Regions from separate parts of the Dromaius novaehollandiae genome. Here region 1 is linked to region 2. A link is a contact called in public Hi-C data. All regions are on one chromosome and are shown on one strand. The core of a region is the stretch at or near the end of the contact, and the rest is flanking DNA. Distances in the headings are between cores, read along the strand shown. Region 1 holds the start of CPNE2 (copine 2). Region 2 holds the start of ARL2BP (ADP ribosylation factor like GTPase 2 binding protein).

Region 1 (5,427 bases), core at 2,703-5,202, 160 kb before region 2:
CAAACCTTTGAGCAGAGGAGATGGACAGCTGGTGCCTGTTATTTCTGGAGGAGCCACTGTCCTTATTTAAGAATAACATTACATTCTGTGAGATACTGACATCGTTGCACAGAGGTAGGATGTGTTTTGCAGACAAGACTGTACTCTGAGAAGGATTTAAAAACAACAACACACAAAAAAAGGTGAAATTCCCTATTAGGCCATAATTCAAGTACCTGAGATTTGAACACTCGAGTTTAAGTATAAGCTTTACTAAATGTGGCTGCTATTCTGTATTTTCAGAACTCATTTGCAGATGCAAATCTTTCTAGTGCCCATCAAAGGAACAGAGTGGCATGAAAGGTAGTGTGATCACATTCGAAAAGGTGTCTCAGTGCTGTTAGCTCTTCACAGCTTTCCAGGAGAGAGTGCTTGTTAGCAGGCTAGTCTCTGCCCCTGGTCTCCCAAGATATTTGGGAGTTCTTCTTTGGAAATGTAAGAGGGTGGACAGAGCTTCCAGGCTGTGAGTTGAAAAGTCATTTTTTTTCCTGCATTTTTGACATCATTCTAGTAGGACTAAGTACTATCTGTCGTAGATAATAGAGGCTGTGTTTTACTCTGTATGGAGGAGAAAAGTACTGGGATCGTACTTCATAATGTACTTTGTAATGGCCATTTTGACATCTTCAAAAGCGACCACAGCAAGAGTCTTTTGGCTGTTATCGCAGGTCTGTGTACCATGGGGAAAAATAGACATGGCCACTGTCAAACAGATGTCTGCCTAGCTCCGTTGTATCGTATTGCTTGTATTGATGACAAGCACTCTTGTATTTTAAGTTGTTCGGGTGCCATGCTAATTTATTTTCCTCTTTCACTGGTTTGAAACATGCCATCCTGTATATTGTTTTTCCTGCCTTTTTTTGATGGGAAAAAATGTGCTCTAACTGAATAAATAAGAATGTCACTTTGAGTGCTTGATCATGGATTCTTTTTCGTTTTCTGTTTCCAGTCACTTACGGTTTGTGGGTCTTGGATGCTTAACCCTAAATGGCTGCCTTGGGTAGAGCAACCATTCTAACAAAGGTCTGTTGGGTTTGGATCACAATACCGGATTATTTTCCCTTGCAATGAAATGTGCTGTTTAAAAATAAATGAAACCTGAGATTCCCTCCCCTACAATTCCCCTGGCTCCTGATGTTAGGAACCATACATCAAATACAGCGAGGCTTGTGAGAACATAACAAGGCATGCTAAAGCTGTTCATGCAGCGTTTCTGTTGACTTCAGACAATAAGGAGTGCCTCTGAAATCTAAGGGCACGCTTGGATTTCTCAGGTTCTTTTCAGAATTCAAGATTAGCTCCCAAACACACATCTCTCTGACCTGAGAAGAGTGGTCATCATAACCAAAGCAAAGGCACTTGCAGGACATAATCAGACGGCATCTTTTCCAGAACACCAGGTGTCAGCAAAAACCCAAAAATGGAAAGCAGTTGTCTACAGCCCAGCGATGTGGACTGGCTAAAATAGGGCTCTGTGCTATCTTCTGAGTGCCTGGGTTTTCCCCCAGAGTGCCTGCACTCAAAGGTCGTGTGTTCTCTGCTGCTAACTGGGTTTAATTGCTGCTTTAGGCCCATAAATACTGCGTTGCTCTGACACTTAGTGCACATTTCATTAAAAATATTGAGATTTGGATTGAGTTACATATGAAACAGAATGATGTAATTGGTCCCTAGTTTGTTTTTTATATTGAATGCCAGGTACTTTTAGGCTGGCCTTGCCATGCTTCCCATTCTCAGTGTGCTGATTTCCATATTCGCAGCTTGCAGTTGCATCTGAAAACTTCTCAAGGGGAAGCTGGAGGTTTTGTCCAACTGTGAGGTTTTAAATTAATCTCAGGGTATGCAGGAAGACATGGGAGGCCATCTGGGATTGCGTGAGATGGCCGTGTACTAAAGCGATTGCTGACTAGATAATTATCGTGGTCTATTTTAGAGCTGTTACGATTTGGTTTCAGATGTATCATGGTCCAAAAAATGGAAATGTATCAGGACGCTCCACACATCCCTGTTGTTTCTGGCTCCCTGCAGTCTCAGGAAGACAAGGAATGGGCTAGTCAATACTGGTTTCATACGCAGAGGGGTTTTTACCCCCTGAGATGAGATCTTTAGAAATAAATGCACTGCTGCAAGTAAACACGCTGCTGGAGGGCAGCGAGGAGCCCAGGCTTTGTGCTATGCAATATATGAAGATGGGCTGAGCAAGCTTTTGCACGCAGTGAATGCAATTTCATAGAGCCCGAAACCTCAGTTGCTGTTTCCCCTCTGATAACACCAGCTCTGAACCTCTGCTGTGACTTTGAGGAATGGTGTTGGGCAGGAGAGAAAACAACAGAAAAACTTATTTCAGGGAAAAATAAGCACATTGACATTAGTGAAATACTGGCTTGCTTTCTCTCTGTCTCCCTCCAAAGAGGTGTTTTGAGGTAACTGCGCTGAAGCAACGTGGCGGGTCTGACACAAGCCTCACTTCTCGCGCAGTTCAGGCATGCGCTGAATGCACAAAAAGGTGGCTTTGCTCCTGAAAAACGGTGCTGGGGCTCAGCTTTCAGCCGGATGCTCCCCCAAAAGCCACGTTGCCCATGCTGAGCCCAAGCGTTACTAACTCGTGAGTCCATTCTCCGGGGCCGCCTGTGCCACGTCCCGGTGGCCCTGGCGCCTCCAGGCCCTGCCCGGGGGGTGGCTGAGCACCGGAGACGGGCCGTGGGCGGCAGGGACACGACTAGGAGCAAAAAGCGACTCGGTGCCTTAAAGATCTGCTGGCTGTAACTGCTGTAGCTCCAGGAGAGGGGAAAGGAGGTGACGGGGGGGTGTAGGATTATTTATTTATTTTGCCAGCGAGCCTTTAAAAGCCCTAGCAAAGCCCGCAGTAAATGTTCCTGTGCAAAAAAGGACGAATCATGTAATTTGAAGCCTCCAAGGGAGGCTTTCTGTCTTATTACTGTCTCTATATATCAAAAAAAATCCGTACAAATATCCATCAAGTCTGATGACGCGTAAGCCAGGCTTCAGCTCAGGACGATAACGGTGCATTGGATCTAAACACCGGTGGTATCGGCCTAGAAGGCCGACAGCTCCCTGGGCCGAGCGGAGTGAATCACAGGCGTAATATGGGGCAGCAGGTCGCCTGCCCTGTGGAGGAGAAGGGTCCTCCCTGGGCACCCGAAAACCCAGGGGCTGAGGCGTAAATCGGCTCAAAACCCAGGCTGAGGTACCCGCCGGGGTCAGGGCAGCACCAAATTGCCGGTTTTTGACGAAAAAGTGAGGCGGCGTTTCCGAAAAGCCGCGGTTTCGTCACGGCGGGGCGGGTGACGAGGGACGCGGCCTGCCGGCCCTTCCACTGGCGTTTGCGCAGGGTTTTCCCGAGCTCGCGGGGCAGAGCCGTGCCTGCGAGAGGCTGGGAGGAAAACGGGCGAGAACACGGTAATGATACAAAAACGCAGGAAATTGGGAAATTTTCGAAAGGCTCCTTTTTTTGCGTCGGAAAATGGTCCCGCCGCGAAGCGGAGGCTTTTCGCTGAAAGGTGTGCGTTCAACGGAAACGCGCAGTCAGCAGGTAGCTGAGCCCCAAGGGGGACTCTGGGTGGAGAGCGAGAGGGAACACCCCGGGACACCACGCACGCGGGTTCTCTCGCTTAATTCCCTCCATCCTCTCCCTAAAAAGCTCTTTTTTTGGTTCATTTTGGTGCAGACAAAACACAATTTTCGCCCCCCCCCCCCCCCCCCGGACCCTGCGGTTCGCACCCCCCCCGCGGCCGGTCGCCGCCGCGGCCTCTCCCCACAGGGGCGCCCGGGGGGGCGGCCCCGTCCCGCGGGGCACCGGGGCGGGGCGGGGCCGGGCGGGGGCCGCGGGCGCTGGGAGGGGGGGCGGGGCGTCCCGCCGCCGGCTCTCCCCGCCCGACCGGCCCCGGCCGCGCCCCCCGGGCGGCGCGGGGAGGCGGCGGGCAGCGGCCATGGTGAGGCGCTGAGCCCGCGGCGAGCTGCTTGGCCCGGCCCGGCGCGGCCCGGCCCGGCGGTGAGTACCGGCGGGGAGGAGCCCCCGCCGCCGGGGGGGGGGGGCACGGAGGGGACAGGGGACGGGAGACCTGGGACGGGGGACATGGGACGGGAGACCTGGGACACGCAAGGGACAGGGGACGAGGGACAGGGGACGGGAGACTTGGGACAGGGGACGAGGGACAGGGGACGGGAGACTTGGGACAGGCAAGGGACAGGGGACAAGGCAAAGGGGATGCTGGGCTGAGGTGCAGGGGACAAGGGACAGGGCCAGCAGGAGCCAGGGGCTCCTGCCCCTGCCTGAGGTGGCCCACAGCGGGACCCCAGTGGTTGGGCCAGCCTGGCAGGACCCCCGTCCCCCCGCCGGGACACGAGGTGACACTTCTTCCGGGGTGGCACGTATCGTGGTGGCCCCGGGGACAGCGGGCACGGCGGCGGGTGGCCCCTGTCAGCGGGCTGTGCTCCGAAAGCGCCGGCGGTGGCCTCGCCGTGCGGGGGACCTGCGGGGACAGGGCCGCGGGGTCGTCCCTGGGATGTCCGCTCGCTGGTCCTTCAGCCCTCGCCGGCAATCCCTTCCAGCCCCAGCACCCCCACCACGGGAAAGGTTTTCTCTTCTCTTTATTCCCCCAGTATCTCCCTGAATATCCCTGACTGCGGTTGGTGCCTCTTGCTCTTTTTCTGGGCTTTTCCCTTTCCCCTATGCCACAGGCGTTGGAGATGGTGCGGTTTCCCCTCTGCCTTCCCTCCCCTGGAATTAGCCATCCCAATTCCTCCCGGCTCTCCTCCCCGTCCCCGGCTTCCTCCCTTCGGGCACGTTGCTGCTCCGGTGTAGAAGTTCCCTTCCGTATCCCGCTCGCCATACGAGGCTGCAGACCTGTTGCCTGCGTCTGCGGAAGCTCCCGCTCTTAATGAAGCAATCCCGCTGGAAGGGCGATCCCCGAGACGGGCGCTGGCGGCTGACGGCCACGCTCTGGGAGGTTTGGGATGTTCGATAGCTTTTTCCTGGTAGCGCAGCGCTGTCGCGAGCGCCCCGTGCTCTCCTCCAGCTTCGGTGCCAGTCGCGGGGGGGAACCGGTGAGCCGAAGGCTGGGGAGCGCCAAAGCGCTTCTCCGGGAGCTGCTGGCAGCGTGCTGCTGCTTTGCGTTTGGCTGCCGTAGCAGCTCGCGATAGCCTTTGTGCAACGCCGCGGTCGCGTAAAGCTCGAGGGGGCATGTAGAGGGCTCGCTCTCCTGGGTGGATGGCCTGCCCCTCTCTGAAGAAGGCTGTCGGGGCGTTAGTAAGAGCTCCGTTCCCAGCAAGACGCCTTGTTCTCTGAGATACCGACAAGCAGAGCAGCCTGAAGTGTTCGGAGGATGACAGGCGGGGAAGTGTTTTCCCATCAGCTCCGCCAGACTG
Region 2 (5,060 bases), core at 525-3,024:
AGGAAAGTTCTGTAAATCATTTTCATGTTGACTTTTTCCAAATACAAACTGAATCAAAAATGGTGTCATGTTTAGTCTTTTTGCTAAAATGTGAATTCTCTTCCACCTTGGATGCCTGTTTTGATTAAGGTCAGAATGGCAAATCCATGCCACGAGGACTTCATTTCCTCATTGACTGTACTTTACTAGATTTTGGTGTATCCCACTTTGCTAGTTGGGGCCGAGTCCCTTTCGGCTAGGTGCTGAATGAGCAAACATGTCAACGTTGTCACTGCCACAAGATTCATAGCATTTCAGAAGCATTTAAAACCAAGTTTTTAATGCTTCTGAATGTAATGGTAGCTTTTATCCCTAAGGTACAAAGATACCCACCATACTTTAGGGAAGAAGTGGGACGGAACCATTTGGAACTCTGCCTTAATAGATCCTAATAACTTCAGGGTTTTGGTTTCCTTGGCCAAGATTGACTGAGGTAAAATTTTCAAAAGTGCCTAAGCCTCCTGATTCATATCAACTGTTGTATGAGATTAAGCTCTTAAGACTTAGGTCTACAAAGGCCTTTAGGTGCATGGAGTTCCATTGAAGCTGAGCACACCTGAGACCCTAGATGCCTTTGTGGATATGGGACTAAGTGCCTGTGGTGTTTGTTGGAAAAGATGTGAAAGCTTTGGAGAATTTTGCCCTGGATCATTTTGCATACAGCTGGCGCGGTGCAGAGGAAGGCAGTGGTGCAGGAGGAGGGAGCCTGTGAGCGCCTGCTGCTCTCTCTGAGCCCTGTCACCACGCCAGTCCTTAGCTGTTGCAGAGAACTGTCCTATTCATTTCACAAACTGAAAGACTGTACAATTCAGCTGGATTCCTACTGAAATTCAGCATGGGACTGTCTTTGCAAAGCAGGCCCGGGTGCGTGCTCGACTGGGTGCGGGGCTCGCTCGCTGAGGTTGGTGCAGCGACATGTCAGCTCCGGCCTGCTCTGCCCATCCTCGGCGACTCGTGGGCCCTGGAAGGAAGACCATGGCTTCGCAGGCCTGCAGGTGGGAAACCCGAGCAATGGAGAAGGGGAAAGGAACTGTAGTCAAGTTGTTCGTTAAAAATAAAATGTATTGATGACTTTTTTTTTCTTTTGTTCTTCAGTTCTTTTACTTTAGTTCTCTTGAGAGCTGAGGTTAGAACTTCCAAAAGGGTGAGGAGGGCAACCTGTGGAAGCGTAGGGTGCCCCAGCCGAACACGGAGAAAGAGCTAGGCACCACCACCCAACGCCCTTCCCCACGGAAAGGAGCTCTGCACCCTGTGGCTGTTTTAAGCTTGCATGGAACAAAGTTTAAGCGCTTTCCGTCAGAGCCCGAGCGCAGCCCTAGGTTTACAGGCGGTGACCTAAATTTTGCCCGCGGGGAGCTCGCCCGTCCGGCTGCGTTTCTCCTCGCGGAGGAGGGCTGCTGCAGGGCAGAGCGGCGACGCGGCCCCCGCTGCGGGGGGAAACCGTCGTCAATAATGGCGCCGGGAGGGGCGACTTTTACGTGCGTCCTAAGGAAGGACCTTGTGTGTGTATATACATATATATATATATTTTTTTTTCTTCTTCGTAGGATGGTCTTTGATGCCTGGTCCTCTAACTCGGTCCGTGCCGCCGCGCCAGCACCGAGCTGCCGCCGGGGCCGCCCTGCGCGGCCGCGCGACCCCCCACCCCCCGGCGGCGGCGGCGGTGGTGGCGCCCGCCCGCTCCGCCGCGCCGGCTCCGCTCTCCCATTGGTCCTTCCCGCTGGGGGCGGGCCCTCTGCCGCCGCCTCCGCTCTGCGGTTGGCTGCGGCCGGGTCGGAAGGAAGCGTTTCCCAGGTGACGGCCGCGGGGGCGGGGGGTGTAACGCATGCGATGGGGAGGCCCTGCTGGCTGCGGTGACCGGCGGTAGGTGCGGGGGGCGGACGCCTGGGCCCCTTTTCTTTAAGGGGGGCGGTGGAGATTGGAGGGGCCGGACGCCTGGGTCCCTCTTGGGAGAGCGAGTGATACGGGCTGGTCACCTGGGTCCTCTTGAGGGAGGGTGGGAGGCGATACGGGCCGGACGCCTGGGTCCCTGTTGGGGGGGGAGGGGAGAGATGATGAGGGCCGGGCGCCTGGGTCCCTCGGGGGAAGGGCACGATACGGGCCCGTCGCCTGGACCCCTTTTGGAGAGGGGAGATGATGCGGCCGGTCGCCTGGGTCCCTTTGCGGGGAGGGAGGTGAGGGAGGCGGGCTGCTTGGGCCCCTTTTGGGGAGGGGGGAGGAGCAGGTCCGGCGTCCTGGCTCTGCTGAGGAGCCGAGTTTGGGGGGGGGGGAGGGGAGGATCTCTTTTATCCCCGTTCTGAGCTGTGGGGCCATGCTGGGGAGCTGGGGCCCGCCCCTAGATGGGTGCTCCAAAGGCCAGCATTGGTTATAAGCCAGCAAGGGTGGCAGGAGCAGGGTGTCCCCGCTGCGCACCCAGCATCCAGCCGGCTGTTGCACTGCACCCATCTCAGTGGCATTGGGGTGCTGCCTGCCATGCTTGTGTGACGGTCAGTGACTGCTCAGAGCCATGGGGCCAAGCGCTCGGCCGTGACACAGCCCAGCGCTGACCAGGGTCGTGGGCCTGACACCTGGGATTGCCATCCAGACCCTGGCCTGTAAGCTGTCTGGGACATGCTGGACCGTGGTGACCTCTTCATCCCATCTGTTCTCATTTTCTTGTATCCGGAGAACAGTCAGTGAGAAAGCTTCAGGAGGAAAGGTATAAGGGTCACCTGAACCCCCCTTTCAGAGACTAAGTGCAGTTGTGTGCAATTTTGAGCCTGTTCTTGGAGGAGGCTGAGAAAGTTCCTTGAGGATTTGGATTATTACTGAAGCAAAGCAGAGAACAGTGATTTTTGGATGAATATGATTCTGAAATTCTGATGTCTAGAAATTAAAGGTTCTCTCTTGGTTAGCTATTTGAGGAGTGTCTGGTAATTAAAAGATTGAAATGGCATTATTGCTAAGGCATATGTTGTCCCTTAGTAGTTTGTCCTAAAAGGAAAACCACCCCAATAACAGTAATATAGTGGTTTGTCTCTTCTCCAGACCAATAGGTTATGCAGTAAAAATGGAGACCTCAGATGAGGAAAACTTTGGTGTTGCCATGTAAGTAGATTTTATTCTGTGTCAGTTTTTCAATAAACTATTTCATAGTTAAAATATCTTAATGGGAATATAATTACAAGAATGAAGTTAGACCATGCGGATTAACAGATACTGCCTCTTAGGAGAACAGGGACATGGAACAATGGAAAGTCCCAGGAGGGAATAACTTCAGTTCAGAGTTTAGATGAAGTCAAACTGACTATAGCTGTAACAAGCATAGCACCAGACAGCCCTTGCTGAATGATCAAAATAAATACTATAGGCTGAAAGCTGTTCTTTGTGTTCATTTTTAAATTCAAAAATTCCCTCTCCTTGCTGACACCTTACGTTCTCTTACGTTATAGATTTTAAGAAGAGAATATTTCTATGTGTGAATGTGCCCCTTCTAGACATGGGAGACGTTTTACAGGTGGCCTCAAACAAATTCTATGCTAGTAGTTCTAAGACCTTGCTTCCCCCCTCATTTGTCTGGCCTACTCATCTCTTAAAGCTTGTGGGGATGCGTGCCTGTGCCTCTGTCACTGTAGTTCACAGGTACGTTTCTTGTGCTCTGTGGACTGAAAGGCCACATGTTCCCTTCAGGTGCTTCTGCAACATGGGTTGCAATGGCCTAGACCTGACCAGGCAGCAATTGTGTTAAACCACCACAAGATTTGTCAGAGCATTCAAGCTTAAACTCTGTTTTAAGTTAATACTTTAAATTTTCTGTCACTGTTAGAATAAGCAGTAAAAACAAGAAGAATTTCTCCTATTTCTTTTTTCATCCGCTTGGTGGTAATGCTTATTTAATAAAAAGAAAAAAGAGAGAGAGAGAAAGAGGAAATTATGCATAGCAAAGTCTCCTGTCTTTGTATGTAAACGGAAAGTGATAAGCCCTGTTGCCTGAAGTCATAAATATGATGCTTGGAATATGTAATGCTTAAACTGTCGTATGTGAGCTCCTTTTCTTGTGGTGTTATGCCCTCTGGTGGAATAGCATGCCTTTCCATTCACTCGTGTTTTCTCTGCTTGCCTTCCTAGGCTTAACGGATCACAAATGTTGTTAGAGTATCACTTGACGATCAAACGCCTTCAGTAATCAAATGCCTTCACCTTTTCCCTGGTCAAAATGAGTCCTATGGCCAAACAGTTAAACTGTCGCTGGTTTAAGTTCACTGGACTGTTCTTTAATAGCAAAATAATTTTTCTGCGTTTTAAAAAACATTGTCTGAAATGGTATTCTGCTCTGCCTAATAGAGGAAAACTTGAATTTAATTTAAATGGAGCTTTCACTGACTGAAGATAACTTTTTTTTAAGAAAAATGTCCTATAAAGCTTGTGTCCTTGACATGTAAGAAAAGCCTGTGCCTCATCCGCTCAGGAATGTAGGAAGAGTTCATCCCCCGCTAATGATGATCTCAGAATGCCAAGGTCAAGCAGATGCTGTGGGTTATCTGATGTGTCTGAACAAGCTGCACAATAATAAATTTAGCAGAGGGAGCTGAAATCTCAAAATGCGGGTAACAATGGTTTCTCTCTAGAATGACTTCAGATACATAATGTTTAATATTAGCTGTGTGGTGATAGAATGACTTTATGAGATTATACCATTTATTTCTGAGCATGCAAGCATGTTTCTTGCATAAGAAAAATACTTAAGTTTCTTCAGTTATAAAATATACATGTATACAGAGAGAGTTTAAGGGAAGTAAGTGGTTCTGTAGGGCCAAGTATCTCAAAATACTCCCTAGAGTGCATCATAAACACTTCTATGACCACCATGTAGTGTTACGCAGGGTAGAGAGAAAGGAAGCTTCTTGTAGTAGCCTAGGTTCATGGGATGGAAAGCGCTTATTTGCAGCTCTAACTACACTCTTCATGTCATCTCAGCACCCAGACTGGAATTACCTTTAGTGCCAGTAAAACACCACTTCTTCTGAATTAGGTACCTATCT

The links. A called contact is a pair of places that touch in the nucleus more often than the background predicts.
Region 1: a Hi-C map of brain shows a contact between it and region 2, with 7 times the contacts expected there. The contact joins the promoter of CPNE2 here to the promoter of ARL2BP in region 2. A contact is called at or near these places in 2 of 4 Hi-C or Micro-C datasets (brain and ovary).

What each region holds. Positions count from the first base shown.
Region 1 is chr13:1,943,542-1,948,968 of bDroNov1.hap1, reverse strand. It overlaps CPNE2 (copine 2), which reads left to right and starts at 3,952. Exons shown (of 15, transcript XM_064519353.1): 1 at 3,952-4,051. It overlaps NLRC5 (NLR family CARD domain containing 5), which reads left to right. Exons shown (of 46, transcript XM_064519356.1): 46 at 1-949.
Region 2 is chr13:1,785,939-1,790,998 of bDroNov1.hap1, reverse strand. ARL2BP (ADP ribosylation factor like GTPase 2 binding protein) reads left to right here and starts at 1,774. Exons shown (of 7, transcript XM_026104017.2): 1 at 1,774-1,902; 2 at 3,067-3,126. The coding sequence starts at 1,865. It overlaps RSPRY1 (ring finger and SPRY domain containing 1), which reads left to right. Exons shown (of 16, transcript XM_064519346.1): 16 at 1-1,116.